Regions from separate parts of the Mus musculus genome. Here region 1 is linked to region 2. Evidence: chromatin contacts called from public promoter capture Hi-C data. All regions are on one chromosome and are shown on one strand. The core of a region is the stretch at or near the end of the contact, and the rest is flanking DNA. Distances in the headings are between cores, read along the strand shown.

Region 1 (6,975 bases), core at 3,720-6,219, 3.8 Mb after region 2:
CAAGACCTTAAACAGAACACAGCTAAGATGCTAACTAAGCACAGCACTGTGAGAATGGTTTAGCCACAGCAGTGGGAAACTGTTAACTTTATCCAATCTTAGTCCTAAAATATAAGATTCTATCCCATATAATCTTACAGTGAGGAAAAGCCTCACTAGCCTGTGGCTTCTCTACCTCCATTCTAATGATACCCACTACAGAATTATAAAGCCAGTGCTGGTGGCACACGCCTTTCATCCCAGCACTTGGGAGGCAGAGGCAGGTGAGTTTGTAGCCAGCCTGGACTACAGAGAGTTCCAGGACAGCCAGGGCAACACAGAGAAACCCTGACTAAAAAGAACAAAACCAACCTCCTCCCCTCCCTCCCAACCACCAAAAAAACAAAGAACAGCAAAAACCCCACACCCAAATCCCACAAAACACACATGCACACACACAACTAAATAAAGCCTCACAAGTCAGCCAAAGCCCAAAATAATTAAAAGTATGTAGGTAACAGGTGGAGTGGGGACACACACATGTACTGGCACGCACACACGTACAACACAGAGACACAGAACAAGGACTATGATTGGGATGTGTTATATGAGAAGAATCTATTTTCAATAAGACAAGTTTTAAACTCTTTTCATTTAATAAAAGAAAGAAAAATAGGGGAAAAGAAGAAATACAAAATAAAGTCTCAAAATGTCACAAGCTAAGTCTGTCTCTGAAATAGACCTCAACCATGGCCTTTGTTTCTAATTTTGTCTACGCACTCCTTAACTGGGTTCTAGATCACCTCAAAATAAGGATAAAGGAAGGATACAAATTCAAATAGCTCAAGGATGAGATATCCTGCAGACCTAGTGGTCCAGTGAAAGCTAGAGAACCTGAGTTCAAATCTAGTGCCTCAGGTGGGCCTGTAACCCCAGGATCCAGGTGAGAGGGGAGGGAGGGAGACAGATGAATTTTGAGTTTGATGGGAAAAATTAGCTTCAAATTCAGTGAGACTCCCATCTCAAACAAATGAGCACAAACACACAGAAAAGTTTAGAAAGGGTTCATGTCTGTAGTTATTACCCTAATAGGAAAGCCAATAAGAAATGTAATAAACACCATCCATACTACCAAGACAATTAAGACATAACCTTTCCAAAGCAACAAAAACTTCAGGAAAGATAAACACAAGGCATAGCAGTCCATGTAATGTTATGTGGTAAATTAACACTTATACTAACACACACCTTTTTCCAAGACACACTTCACCTACAGCTCCATTACTATAGCAGAGAAAGAAATACAATGCAAAACACAAGGATTTGCTAATCAGTGAGGTGAAAATTTAAATAAAAACCACAGCAAAGGCCTAAAACTCACTTTATCTACTCTGCAAAGTGGAAAAAACATCAACTATCAAGAAACATTTAGGGATATGCAGAAAACTGATGCAATGCCTAGGAACGCTGCTGCAGTTCACACTGGCTACTCTGAATGATGATGATACAAAAGGTCTGTTAGATGAGGATCCATGGCCTCTCCACATTGTATACATTATAGACATGACCATATACACATTTTCTTGTTTAAATGGAAACTTTAACTATAAAAGTTTTGTTCATAAAAATTTTCAAGTTGAAGCAATGCTTTTAACTTTAAAGAAACTAAAAACAATCTCAGTGTGATGGTTACATGCCTTTACTCCCAGCACTCAGGAGGCAGAGGCAGGCTGATCTCTTGCTTATGCTGGAGGCCAGCCTGGTTTACATAGTGAGTTTCTAATAGCCAGGGCTACGCAGTAGTAGAGAGATGCTGTCTCTTTTTAGGAAGTAAGGAAGGAAGGAAGGAAGGAAGGAAGGAAGGAAGGAAGGAAAAGTGCTTTAAACAGCACTTTAGTCAACACTGACAATTATTAAGAACAATGTTTTCTTGCTCACATGCAAGCTGTGGCTTTTAAGATGGAACTAAAAACATTTAATAAGATAATACATGTAATAATGCCTGGAATATCTGAAATGTACCAACAAACACTGGTTACTACTGATGTTTCAGTTTAAATTGTACTTGGAATAATAATAGGCACTAATATACTGCTAGTAAGTATGGAAACTAGTCATCTACTCTAGATATTTTATATAAACTACTTTTTTTCTGACAGTCTCACTTTGGGAACTTCTAAGCATGTGCATTAACGTGCATACATAAGGATACTCATACTTTCATCTACAGAAAATTCGAGGAAAGCACTTAACACCAATGAGCAAGACAAGAGACAACTACTGTACTACACAGCCAATGGGACCCAAATCCCAAGAGCTCACTGATATTACATTTTGTATTTAGGAATAAGTATGGACTCCAAAGATGGAAATAATGATTTGTAGTAGCTTACTGCTTTTTTCTTTATACATTTATGTGTGAAAATTTCTTGCCCTTTGCATCTTATCATCTTATTATTTAATTTCAGCTACCACGGGATTGTAGTGAAACACATAATTACAAATTCTTATCAGGAATATTAAGAACCATTAGGATAAAAATGTCCTTCCCAGATTTCTTGGGAGCTGGTGAGATGGCTCAGACTGAAAAACTGGGTTGACCCCTGAGGCCATCATGGTCAAGAGGAGGTAACTGACTCCGTGGTTTCTTCTCCTGGCCGCCCCTCCACCCCCACCCCCACCCACACGTGCTGGAATGGAGACAGCAAGGTCTGGTGACAGCTGGGGTGACAAAATGAACAAGCCTATGCTGTCAAATACACTAAACAAGAGCAAAGAGGGGGAGGGAGGGAAGCAAAGAGTCCCTGGCAGTCAAAAGTGCCTTCAAATCAAGTAAGGAAAAAAAAAAAAATACCAAGCACAAATACTGTATTGCTAAAGAAAACCAGTTCTATAAGAAAAGGTACTCAAAAAACTTAGGAAACTGCAAAAACTGCCTTGCAGAATCTCTAGAAATCAAGGACTCTCCTGTACTTAGTGACAAATATGAAATATTCAGAGGAAACATGAAGCTACCCGCGATATACGCAAAGTCCATTTTGCCAATGTTGTATGTTTTGCAAGAGAAATGACCATAATCACTGTAATGTGGAGCCCCAATTGCAATAAAAGCATTGAGTCGTGAACATACACACAAAAAAACTCTGCTTGCACAAACTCAGTGTTCATCCCAATGTGACCTCTATAAGGAGAGAAATTAGTTGCATCTTAGCCAAATGTGACATTAACTTTAACTTCACAGAAGTTCCCCACTTTATCAATCCAATATAAATGCCATTTATGACAGGTTGTGATGCCTAACTACAGTACTAAGTTTCCTGTTGAGAAAAGGAGAATTCTACATACCACTATAATCTATGGAAAAAGCTCACTGCAACTTTGCTCTCCCTTGGAGAATATTCATGAGCTGTTTCTACCTAAGAACTGATGGAGCTCAATTACTAACATTTGGAATGTTTGCTTGAGAGAACAGCTGTCTTGGGATGTTTTATTATTACAATGCTTAGTGTTATAAGCTTTAAAAAAAAAAACCTACACAATCAAAACATAACAAACCTGCTTTCCGTATTCAATATTTCAACCTAAGGAGAGCGACAGAACGCATCCTATCCTGACCTATTCTCACACTGGTAGTTAGAAATCAATCCCAAAGGACTTTCCGTTAACAAAAACTCAAGAGACCACACATCTGACTTGACAGCGAGTCGGTGTCACAAGACATAAGAAAATGATAAAATCCTACAACTGTTTTGGACATTTGGACTTCCGTGGATATATTTTTTAATTAACCCAACAGATCCCTGTACTGCCGAAGCATAAACATACAACTAATTAAAATGGGAGGGTAGGAATATAAACAAAAGTACATTTTAAGTATGAACTGTGAAAGAAAAGACTGGAAAATGATAATACAACTGCTTACTTGCTAAATGCCCTGTCTTTGCGAAAAGTCTAAGAAAAGGAACTAAAATGCCAGACCAGGAATCGGTGTAAGCCTTTCTCAATCTGCACGTGGGTGTTGTTTGTTCAAACACGCTTAAGATCACTTTTTTGAAAAGTGCGTCCAAAGTGGGGAGGAGATAGAAATAACTTCCAGAGCGGAGGGGGAAATACGTGTTTTCACAGGCCTACCCCAGTGATGCTACTTAAAAGCAAAGCCGGCTTTTAAGCAAAGCAGGAAATAAAGGAGATGGCGGGAGGGCAGGCAGAGGGCGGAAGTTGGCAACGGCCTCTCCTGAAGTGCCTCAATGGAAGAAGGCCCTTCGTCTCCCGCCAAACAGTGCGCCCCGAGGTCGGCTCGCCTCTATCCTCCCCCAAAACAGACAGCGCCCGCCGCCGCCCACGGGGGCAGTGCCCTTGGCCATCCGGTTCCGGCTGCGGGCCTCACGCGAGCACCGAGGCCTCGCGGCCCGCTCCGCACGCCCGCCGTTCCGCGGCCTCGTGGCCGCCACAGGCCGCTCGCCCCGGCCGCACACACTCGGCACGCGCCCCAGCCGGCCGACGGCAGACAAAGGCTCGGCAGCCGGGCCTGCTCCCCGCCACCATCCAACAAAGCCCGAGCCGCGACTGCGCGCCCCGGCCTGGCTTACCCATCGGTCCCCGCACGCTTCTTGCCGGAGGGGTAATCCTCCCCCAGGTCCAACCGATGCCTCTTGGACATCCTCGCACTCCCAGAAGCGGACGCTTAGGAAGGAGGGAAGAAGAGAGACTCCGGCAGCCGGATCCACGCACAAGAGGCCCGCGGCTCAACTCGCGGGGACCCCCACCCCTCCCGCCACCACAGCCCGCTCCGTGCGGCCCGAACCAGGAGCTAAAATGGCGGCCGCGACGAGGGCAGGGCCTGCGTGCGCGCCTCCGCGGCGGGCGTGCCGGCGTGGTGCGCGCGCACGCCGTCCGGAGGCGGGAACTCCCGTCCCGCCCGCTGTGCGATTGGCTGAAATGGCTCTGAGTTCCCGCGGGCTCCTCCCTTTCCCCTCGCGTCTCTCTGAGAGCTGATCTGAGCTGCTGCTAAGGACCGAAACGCGCCTCAAGCTGTCACTTGCCGCCTGGAGTTCGTTGGGAAAGTTGAAAAAGCCTAGTCCTGTTTAGGAAATCTATCCAGCTGTGTATATACTTTTTGCTTTTAGGGTATGAAGCTCAGGAAGGATAAGAAAAACAAGATCACACAGCTGGCAAGTGGCAAAGCAGGACACAATTTATAACTCCAGAACGAGAATTTGCAGTTGTTGCGCCAGATGCCCTGTAGCGGTGAGAAAAAATGTTAACTTTAATTACTGTGACTCGTTTTGTCCATTCACCCCAGAACAGATAACATCTATTTGTTCAAGGTATAGGTGTTTTGTATAGGGTTCAGAAAATTGGAGGTAATCGCACTGGGCACTGTATTTTGCCTCCAATCCTCTGCCCTAATCTTGCTCCGTTTGTGTGTATATGAGTGCATATTAGGCACTCAGAGACATTAGCCCTATCTCTGTCCTCGTTTGGTTTGGTTTGGTTTGGTTTTTTGAGACAGGGTTTCTCTGTGTGGCTCTGGCTGTCCACAAACAAGCTCTGTAGAAGAGGCTAGCCTGGAATTCAGAGGTTAGGCTGTCTCTGCCTCCCAGTGCTGGGACTAAAGGCGTGCCCCAGCATGCCTAGTTGCTGTGCTCCTTAGTAGAGTGAACCCTGAAAGACATTTTATAGACATGGTTACCTGGACTGAAGGAAATCAACAAATAGCTCATCCATTAAGACTCCACTGTAATGGCAAGTTGTTGAGGCAAGGTGACACTTAAGAGGTTGTGTATCTTTCTCCCTTCAGCCATTGTGCATACTCAATTACATTCATTTCCAGAAGTGTGGGCGAAAGAGGTCTAAGGATCAGCCCAAATACAGGGTATCACTTCATGTCAAGACTCTCCTTTGCTGCTCCTTGGCTCTAGTCCCTCGAAAATTCTCAGAAGGATAATCTCTAAGATTAAATACAACAGAAACACAACAGATGATATTGTAACTTTCACAATATCCAACACAACTGTCTAAATGTACATTGACAACCTGTTAGGCTAGATATGGTAGTGAGTACCTTTAATCCCAGCACTCCTGAGGGCAGAGCCAAGCAGATTTCTATGAGTTCAGAGTCAGTTTGTTTTACGTAGTGAGTTCCAGGACAGCCAGAACTATATAGTGACTCTCTCTGTCTTTCTCCCTCCCTCACTCCTTCCCTCTCCCCCCTCCTCCCCCCCCCCCCACATGCACTCGAGCGCACACACACACACACACACACACACACACGAGCCACTGAAAAGTCCTGTGAGCATCTTTCAGGTACCTACATTACTGAAGAATTCCACCCCTGTCAGTTGTATTCCTTGTTATAGTTCCTAGACAGGAGGGTCCTCTTGAAGTTCTTGTGCAGAGTCTTGAGCCTTGTAAACCCCCATGATCATCCTCTTCCCTCCAAAATGTGTATTAATGGGTCATTCCTGTGATGAGCTCATGCAAGTTACCTCTCCGATATAGGCTAATGAGGATGTGATGGTTTTTATATGCTTGGCTTGGGGAGTGGTTTAGAAGGTGTGGCCCTGTTGGAGTCGGTGTGTCACTGTGGGTGTGGGTGTTAAGACCCTCATCCCAGCTGCCTGAAAGCCAGTAGTCTGCTAGCAGCCTTCAAATGAGGATATAGAACTCTTAGCTCCTCTTGCCCCATGCCTGCCTGGATGCTGCCATGTTCCCGCCTTGATGATAATTGACTGAACCTCTGAACCTGTAAGCCAGCCCCAGTTAAATGTTGTCCTTATAAGAGTTGCCTTGGTCAGGGTGTCTGTTCACAGCAGTAAAATCCTAAGACATGGTCCAAACTAGAGGAGATAACTACTACTCTATACTGTTATTACTTAATTGCATTAGTCAGGGTCCTATATATGGGAATGAAAATACATATGTATGTATACACACACACATGGGAATTTATTAAAGTGAATTATAGATCATGTTCTAGCTAGTCACTGTCATCCA
Region 2 (6,735 bases), core at 1,230-3,729:
CAGAGAAGCCATTATATTTAGCCACAAAGTTGATGCCTGTATTGTGTTGGAAACCCCAAGACTTTGGAGATGCCATTCATTGGATACCTACCAAAGAGAGCTGCAGATCAGGGGACATGGGGGGTGGGGGGGGAACCAGCCAAGAGAAAGGAGTGTGTTGTAGTCAACAAGGCTGAAGTGATCTGAAGAACATTTTGACATCAGACATGGCGAATCAGAGTTTCACATTTGCCCTGCTGGTTTTCTGTCTTGCTTTGGTCCAGTTTTTCCTCACTATGCTTCATTTCCCCCCCCTTTGTAATTTGATGTATATTCTGTCCCACTGTATGTGATCACATACTTTTTTTTTTTAATTTCGGTTTCATGAGGGATCACAGAGATTGCCTTGAATCTCAGAAGAGACTTTGAACTTTAGCCTTTTAAACAATGTTGAGATGTTATAGACTATGGAGACTTTTGAAGTTGATCTGAGTACATTTTTGGCATTATATGACTACAAGTCTATGGCAGCAAGGGAGTGGAATACTTATTAGAATTTATTAGTTATTTATTAGCATTATCCACTTACAATATCCAAATATTTATTTATATTTTCCAATAGCTAAATTCAAACAAAAGTCAAAAATTAACAGCCAGTTGATAAGATTCATACCAACAAGCTTTCCAAGAGCAAACAGTACTAAAAATGACAGAGTGAGTCTGAAGCAGCAAAAAGAATTACAAAATGAAGTTGAATGAGAATGCCCGAATCACAGGCTCCTTTATTTGAATGTTTAGTAACCAGGGAGTGGAACTCTTCAGTAGTATTAGAAGAATTAGGAGATGTGGCCTTGTTAGAGGAAGTGTATAACTAAGGATTGGACTTTGAGCCTTTTAAAAACCCATACCTGGCCCAATATTTCTTGCTCCAGCCTGTGGATCACGATGAACCACTAAACTATGTTCCAGTGTCTTGCATGCTCGTGTGCTACCTTCAATGATGATAATGGATGATAATGAAACTGTAAGCAAGTCCCCAATTAAATGCTTTTTTTTTTTTTTTGGATAAGAGATGTCTTGGTCATGTTGTCTCTTCACAACAGCAGAACAGTGATCAAGAAAGTAGAAAAATCAATATTTTACTCTCCAATAATTCCCAATCTTTTATTAATATTCTTCACTAAGTAAATCCAAATAAAAGCCAAAAATAAAGAGCAAGTTGATATGGTTCACACCAATGACCCTCAGACAGAGCTAAAAATTTCAGAGTGGGTCTGTGGCAGCAAAAAGAACTTACACTATTCTGTGGTTTCAGATTTTTTTCCATATTGGTAGATACACATGGCACCCCTACCTCATCCCTTTATTTTCTTATATAAAATAAAGTATTCCCTTATATCTAAAATAAGACGAGAAGGGGCTTCTCATACACTCTAGTGTTCTAGAAACACTTGCACCTCACCTCATGTTCCTGGTTATCATCACCCACATGCTTTTGGTCCTAAAATCCACACCTCGGTTTAGACCTCTTTCCAAACCTCTATCTGGTCTATCCAGCTGCCTTCTAGTCAGTCTCACGTGGATTTCCTAGAAGCTCCTCAAACTAGGATGGCCCAGAAAGCACTCATCACTTTTGAATGATGCCCTGACAAGGTTTTTATAAACCAAAAACATAAAGCAGAAAAGTCTTATTTAGAATTAAGGGAGGTTTACATAATTTGTGGTCATTTTTTTAAAATAAAGAACTGGAAAATTTTGTGTATCATACATGGTCTAAGGTCTGAAATAAAACATGAAACTTCTACCCCACACTTGAGGAAATAGCTAAGACTTTAGGCTTAACAAAGAGATTTCTAGAGAAGAGTGAAGTAGAAAGGTCTAAAAGAATTTGATCATTTAACAGATATTACCGAAATTATTGCTGATGGAATTGCAAAGGAACACACCCCCCCCCCCGCCCCAACACCAATTTCTTGAAAGTAATGAAGGACAAAATAATGTTTGTAGCTATAAGATTAGAGTATTGTAAAATTAAAATTATGTTATAATTATATACTATAAAATTAGAGCATTCTGCAGTTGAATGTTAAGAGCATATGAAATGGTAAGGAAAGGAATTAGCCTGACAGGAAGCTAAAAGAAGCCCATGGCTGTCAGGACCTAAGGCAGTCAATCATGTTGGAGGACATTAAATAGTCCTGAGAAGCTATGAGTTAAGCACGTAGACTGGAGAGATGCAGGACCGGAGAACTAGAGCGAATCAGCGTCTTTTCTCCGAAAACTAAAACGTAAACTTCCTTTAAGGTCTTCCCAGGGCTCTGTTGTCACCTGAGAAGGTCCACAGGTGAGCCTTATGGACAGTGACCATTGGAACGCCCCCCAGTTGCCAGGCAACCTCCTGAGCGTCGCTATAGTCTCCCTATAATTGGACTAGCATTAGCGGCGCGCGTATGACGTCACTGTGCGGCGCCGGATGTCTATGCTACTTGAAGTTGGTTTCCTGAATCACCGCTGCCTGCAGCTGTAGCAGAGGGCTTTGGTGCGGAGAGCCGGAGGGGAGCCCCACGAGGGCGGCGGCGAGCGCCGGTGGCGGCGGGAGAGGCGGTAGGAGCGGGCACCAGAGGCCGGAGCCTCGGTGTGGGGCTCTCTCACGCCGGCTTCCGGTGGCTGGAGCCGCCGGAGCTTGTTGCTAAGGTCCCTAGAGCACAGTGGCTCCGGGAACTTGGCTTGAGTTCTCTGTAGCTGGAATCCGCGCGTATCTATCCACCCCCCCCCCCAACCCCCAACGGTGTCTATGCACTTCCTCGTTTTTAGTAATTAATAACACCCTGGAGCTAAATTGAACTTAGGTGCTGCGAAGTGGGTTGATATGGTGATGGGGTGATTGAAAGATGGAAAGCAGATTTTACCTCATGCTAAACAAGAGGATGAGTTTGGCTGTTACAGTTGGAAGCGCCTTTGCAGTTGGGCAACAGCTTCGTTAGCTGAGCGACTTTTAAAAAAACTTTTTGGAACTTTTGGAACTTTCTAGGTTTCTAATTAGAGAATAGAAGAAAGTTGGCGATCAGTGCCCTGATCTTAACACTAGTGGCTACTGAAATTTGGTATGTGTAAAGCAAAGATAGTATGGATTTCCTAGCATATACAGGTGCCGCCAGCCCCTTGTAGGCAGAGACGCCAATGAAAGCTGTGTTGTGTTTGTTGTTTACGCCTCTGACATTGTGACATAATGTAAGCCTTCCACATTAAGTGGGTTTCTGGTTTGTCTATGTGGAACTCTAGGGAAGAAATGAGGGGTGACTTGGTAGCATTTATAGCAGCGTGTTTTTCACCTTTTTATTTCCTTTAGTCACTGCTATACCGAACTACCTACTTCAAGTCATTTAAAGACCAAAGTAGTCTAAGGAGGAAGTAAGCCTTTTCCATAAAATATATGAGGCCATGCTTGTCAGTGATGGAATAATATTCACTCAGGTGGATATTATTGTTTTAAACCAAATATACTTGTGTTGTCTTTTAAAGTAAAGAGTGATATGTTTAGCAGTTAAAGATTATTTTTGCCAGATATGCTGTCACATGCCTTTAAGGGCTCCTGAACTCCAGAGACATAGGCAGGTAGATCGCTCTAAGCTCAAGGCCACTCTGGGCTACATAGCAAATTCTATGTAATGGGACTCTGATTAAAAAGCAAACATTTAGTATTTTGGAAAGATCCTAGAGGCTTGCAGACCAACTGAGTTGAACCCCTAGGCTCAGTGAGATATCCTGGTTCCCAAAATGATTGAGAGCAATAGCAGAAGACAGCCAGTGTCAGCCTCTGGTCTCCATGACTACAGTCACTTGCTGACAGTAATGTTCATGTGTACAGACACATGATGCAAACTACCTCGAATGCTTAATGGAAGCTCTGTTTTCTAGGATGTTTAAAAGCGTTTCAAGTGAAGAGATTCAGTGGCTTTGAAACTGATTTAAAATAGAAAGTAGGGCCAACGAGATGGCTCAGCTGGTAAGGAATCTGATCACACAGCATCGGTTAAGAGCCTAGGTGGTGATTTGCCTGTCATCCCAGCACATGTGAGACACTGACAAGGGGATTCCTGGCACAAGCTGACCGGCCATATTAGCCAATAAGGGGAGCTCTGGGCTCAGTGAGAGATCCTGTCCCAATACATAGGAAGGGAGCTATTGAAAAAGATGGTAACCTTGGGCCTCCACACCCACATCTGTATATAACTGTATTCATTTTTGGAAGATCAACAGATTCTGAAATTGTTTTCTTTAACTGCAGGGGTGAAGGAGAAGCTATGCAGAGATCAGAGTGCTCTGGAGGTGTGCAGTTGAGAAACAGAGCGACAGGTACAGAGGTTTCCTTTTTGCAAAGGGAGACCCCAGGCTTGTTAGTTCACAGTGCAGTCTGTGTTCCGTGTGGATGCAGGATCAGTTTCTGTTGCATTCCCTCTTTTGTACTGATGTTCTGCTAGTTTCGTTTTAGGTAGTAATGATCAACGTACATCCTCAAGCACACAAATGAAACACAGGACTACGGTTCAGCGGAGCAAATCCTCCTCATTAACCAGTTCTCCAGAGGCTGCAAGAAGGGCTCGTCCTCGGCCAAGTGATAAGCTCAACCCTAAAACCATTAACCCTGTGAGTGCAGTTTCCTCAGGCAGTACATTGTCTACTTCTTATAAAAGGACATTATATTTTATACTTTACAGTATATTTTAAATCAGTACATAAAGAAGTACATTTTATAGGAATAGGCATTTAGCTGATTCCAGTTTAGCCATTGTGAATGCTCTCTTAGGTTGCCTTTCTGCTAGATTTTAGCTGGCTATGTTAATTTTGTTATGTTGTAAATCGAACGTCAGCTTTTTGTTCTATGCTACTTTCGGATGTCAGCCTAGTAACTTGCATTCAGCCGCCATGGAGTGGCTCATTCAATTCATCCTGTGCTCATATAAAACTCTTAAACATTTTTTATGTTCTGCAAATTTGGTCTACCAGAAGCCATACTGTAATCCTCTGTTTAATAGAATCATAAAGCCAGTTTGGAGAAGTTACACAGATCCTCTGACCTCTATATCTGTACTTGGCAGGCAGGCCATACAGTGCTCGCTAAAAGCAAATGTCCTCTCTCTCCTTAGCGCACTTGTATAATCTAGAAGATACATTTACATATATGTTTATAAGATTTGTTCCTGATTTGTGATTCTACCAAGCCCAACCCCTTGCTTCACAAAAGCATAAATGGTATTTGGAGAAGTTAAATAGATTCTCTGGTCTTTACACATCTATGCTTGACCAGAGGGCATGTGTGACAATACAGTGATTAGTAAAAGCAAATCTCTACTCTCTGTATTCTTAATCCCAGGATTCTTTATACAGTATGAGAGAGAAAGTGGAAAGACTTTTGGTCTGTGTATGCATTCAGCCACCTGCAAACCTTTGAGTCAAATTAGGGGTTGAAGAGAAACAATCACAAAGCCTTGGTTATGTGTTTTTTTTCACAGTTGAGTGGGTGAGCAGGGATTTGCACAGTTTGGGGTATTGTGTGTGTGCACGTGCACATGTGCCTGATCTCAGCAGAATTAAAATTGAAGACATCAGTAAGTGGAGGTGGTGGTGATATTTTTGTTCTTTAATTTCAGTTTGGTGAACAACCACGGGCCCCTACTGCATTCGCAGCTATTTACTCTCAGGGAGGCATTCCTTGCAGGTAAAGTCAATATAATCCATAGCTCAGAGTAACTGAATGAAGTCAATATACTATTCAGCTTAAATTGTTGAAAATTTATTTACTAGTGAGATTGAAAGCAAAGGTAACTTATTACCTTGATTATTAAATTGGTATAAATCTCTGGATATTGTTGATAGAAAAACATCAACTCCAATATGTAATTTCAAAGATCTGTAGGAAAGCACCAAATAACTCAAGAAATTAAATTGAGCTGAGGATTCCACTTTTGGTACAACTAATTTAAGCATTAAACATTCATACACGTCTACAAATTGAAAACAACAGCAAAAATAAAATTCCCAACCAAACCAAAAACCTCACCTGTCTTGTAGGTAATGTAAACAGATTTCAAAACTGCATTTCTTAAATAGTATCTTCCAATTTAAGTGAAAAATAAGCTAAAGAAGCATTCTTGAATTTATTATTGCTATTTTGTTCTTAGATTCTAAATTGAAGGGTTAGGGATATAGTTCTATTCCTGGAATGTTTTTTACCACACATGAAGCCCTGAGTTCAATCTCCTAGCACTTAGTTAGTCTCCGTTATATAGACCTGTAATCCCAGCACTGAGGTGGGGAAGCAATCGGAAGGTCACCCTTGGCTACACAAGGTGCGATTGAGGCCAACCTGCTCTACAGGAGTCTGTCTGTCTGTCTGTCTGTCTCTCTCTCTCTCTCTTTCTCTCTTTTCTCTCTCTCACACACACAGAAAAGGAGGTGGGGTGGGAGAGATAGAGAGAGAGAGAGGGAGATCTAAGCTTTCTTTTGTTTTAAATGTCTTGAGTGCTTTCCCCAGAGCAATTGAGAATTGCTAGAAATATAAAAGTTGCCTTCCTGAGGCCTCATGCAGAAGTCAGGCTGAATTGCCCAGTGGAACCAAGAAGACTGAGGAGGTGCTAGCCAATGACCAGTGAGTCACAGTCATGACAGTCGGGCTGTATGGTAAACACATCAGCTGTGTTTCAGGAATGGCTCTGGAGGATACCGAGAGGCTTTCGTCTTCCTAGACTTAGTTCT

The links. Promoter capture Hi-C pulls out the DNA fragments that hold promoters and counts their contacts.
Region 1: a promoter capture Hi-C map of pre-B cells shows a contact between it and region 2. The contact joins the promoter of 9230114K14Rik here to the promoter of Pacrgl in region 2. A contact is called at or near these places in 1 of 39 promoter capture datasets (pre-B cells) and 1 of 484 Hi-C or Micro-C datasets (rod photoreceptor).

The regions. Positions count from the first base shown.
Region 1 is chr5:52,185,712-52,192,686 of GRCm38.p6, forward strand. It overlaps 9230114K14Rik (RIKEN cDNA 9230114K14 gene), which reads left to right and starts at 4,970. Exons shown (of 4, transcript NR_015537.2): 1 at 4,970-5,226. It overlaps Dhx15 (DEAH (Asp-Glu-Ala-His) box polypeptide 15), which reads right to left and starts at 4,835. Exons shown (of 14, transcript NM_007839.3): 1 at 4,569-4,835. The coding sequence starts at 4,639.
Region 2 is chr5:48,369,913-48,376,647 of GRCm38.p6, forward strand. Pacrgl (PARK2 co-regulated-like) reads left to right here and starts at 2,480. Exons shown (of 9, transcript NM_025755.3): 1 at 2,480-2,583; 2 at 4,268-4,335; 3 at 4,472-4,626; 4 at 5,631-5,698. The coding sequence starts at 4,284.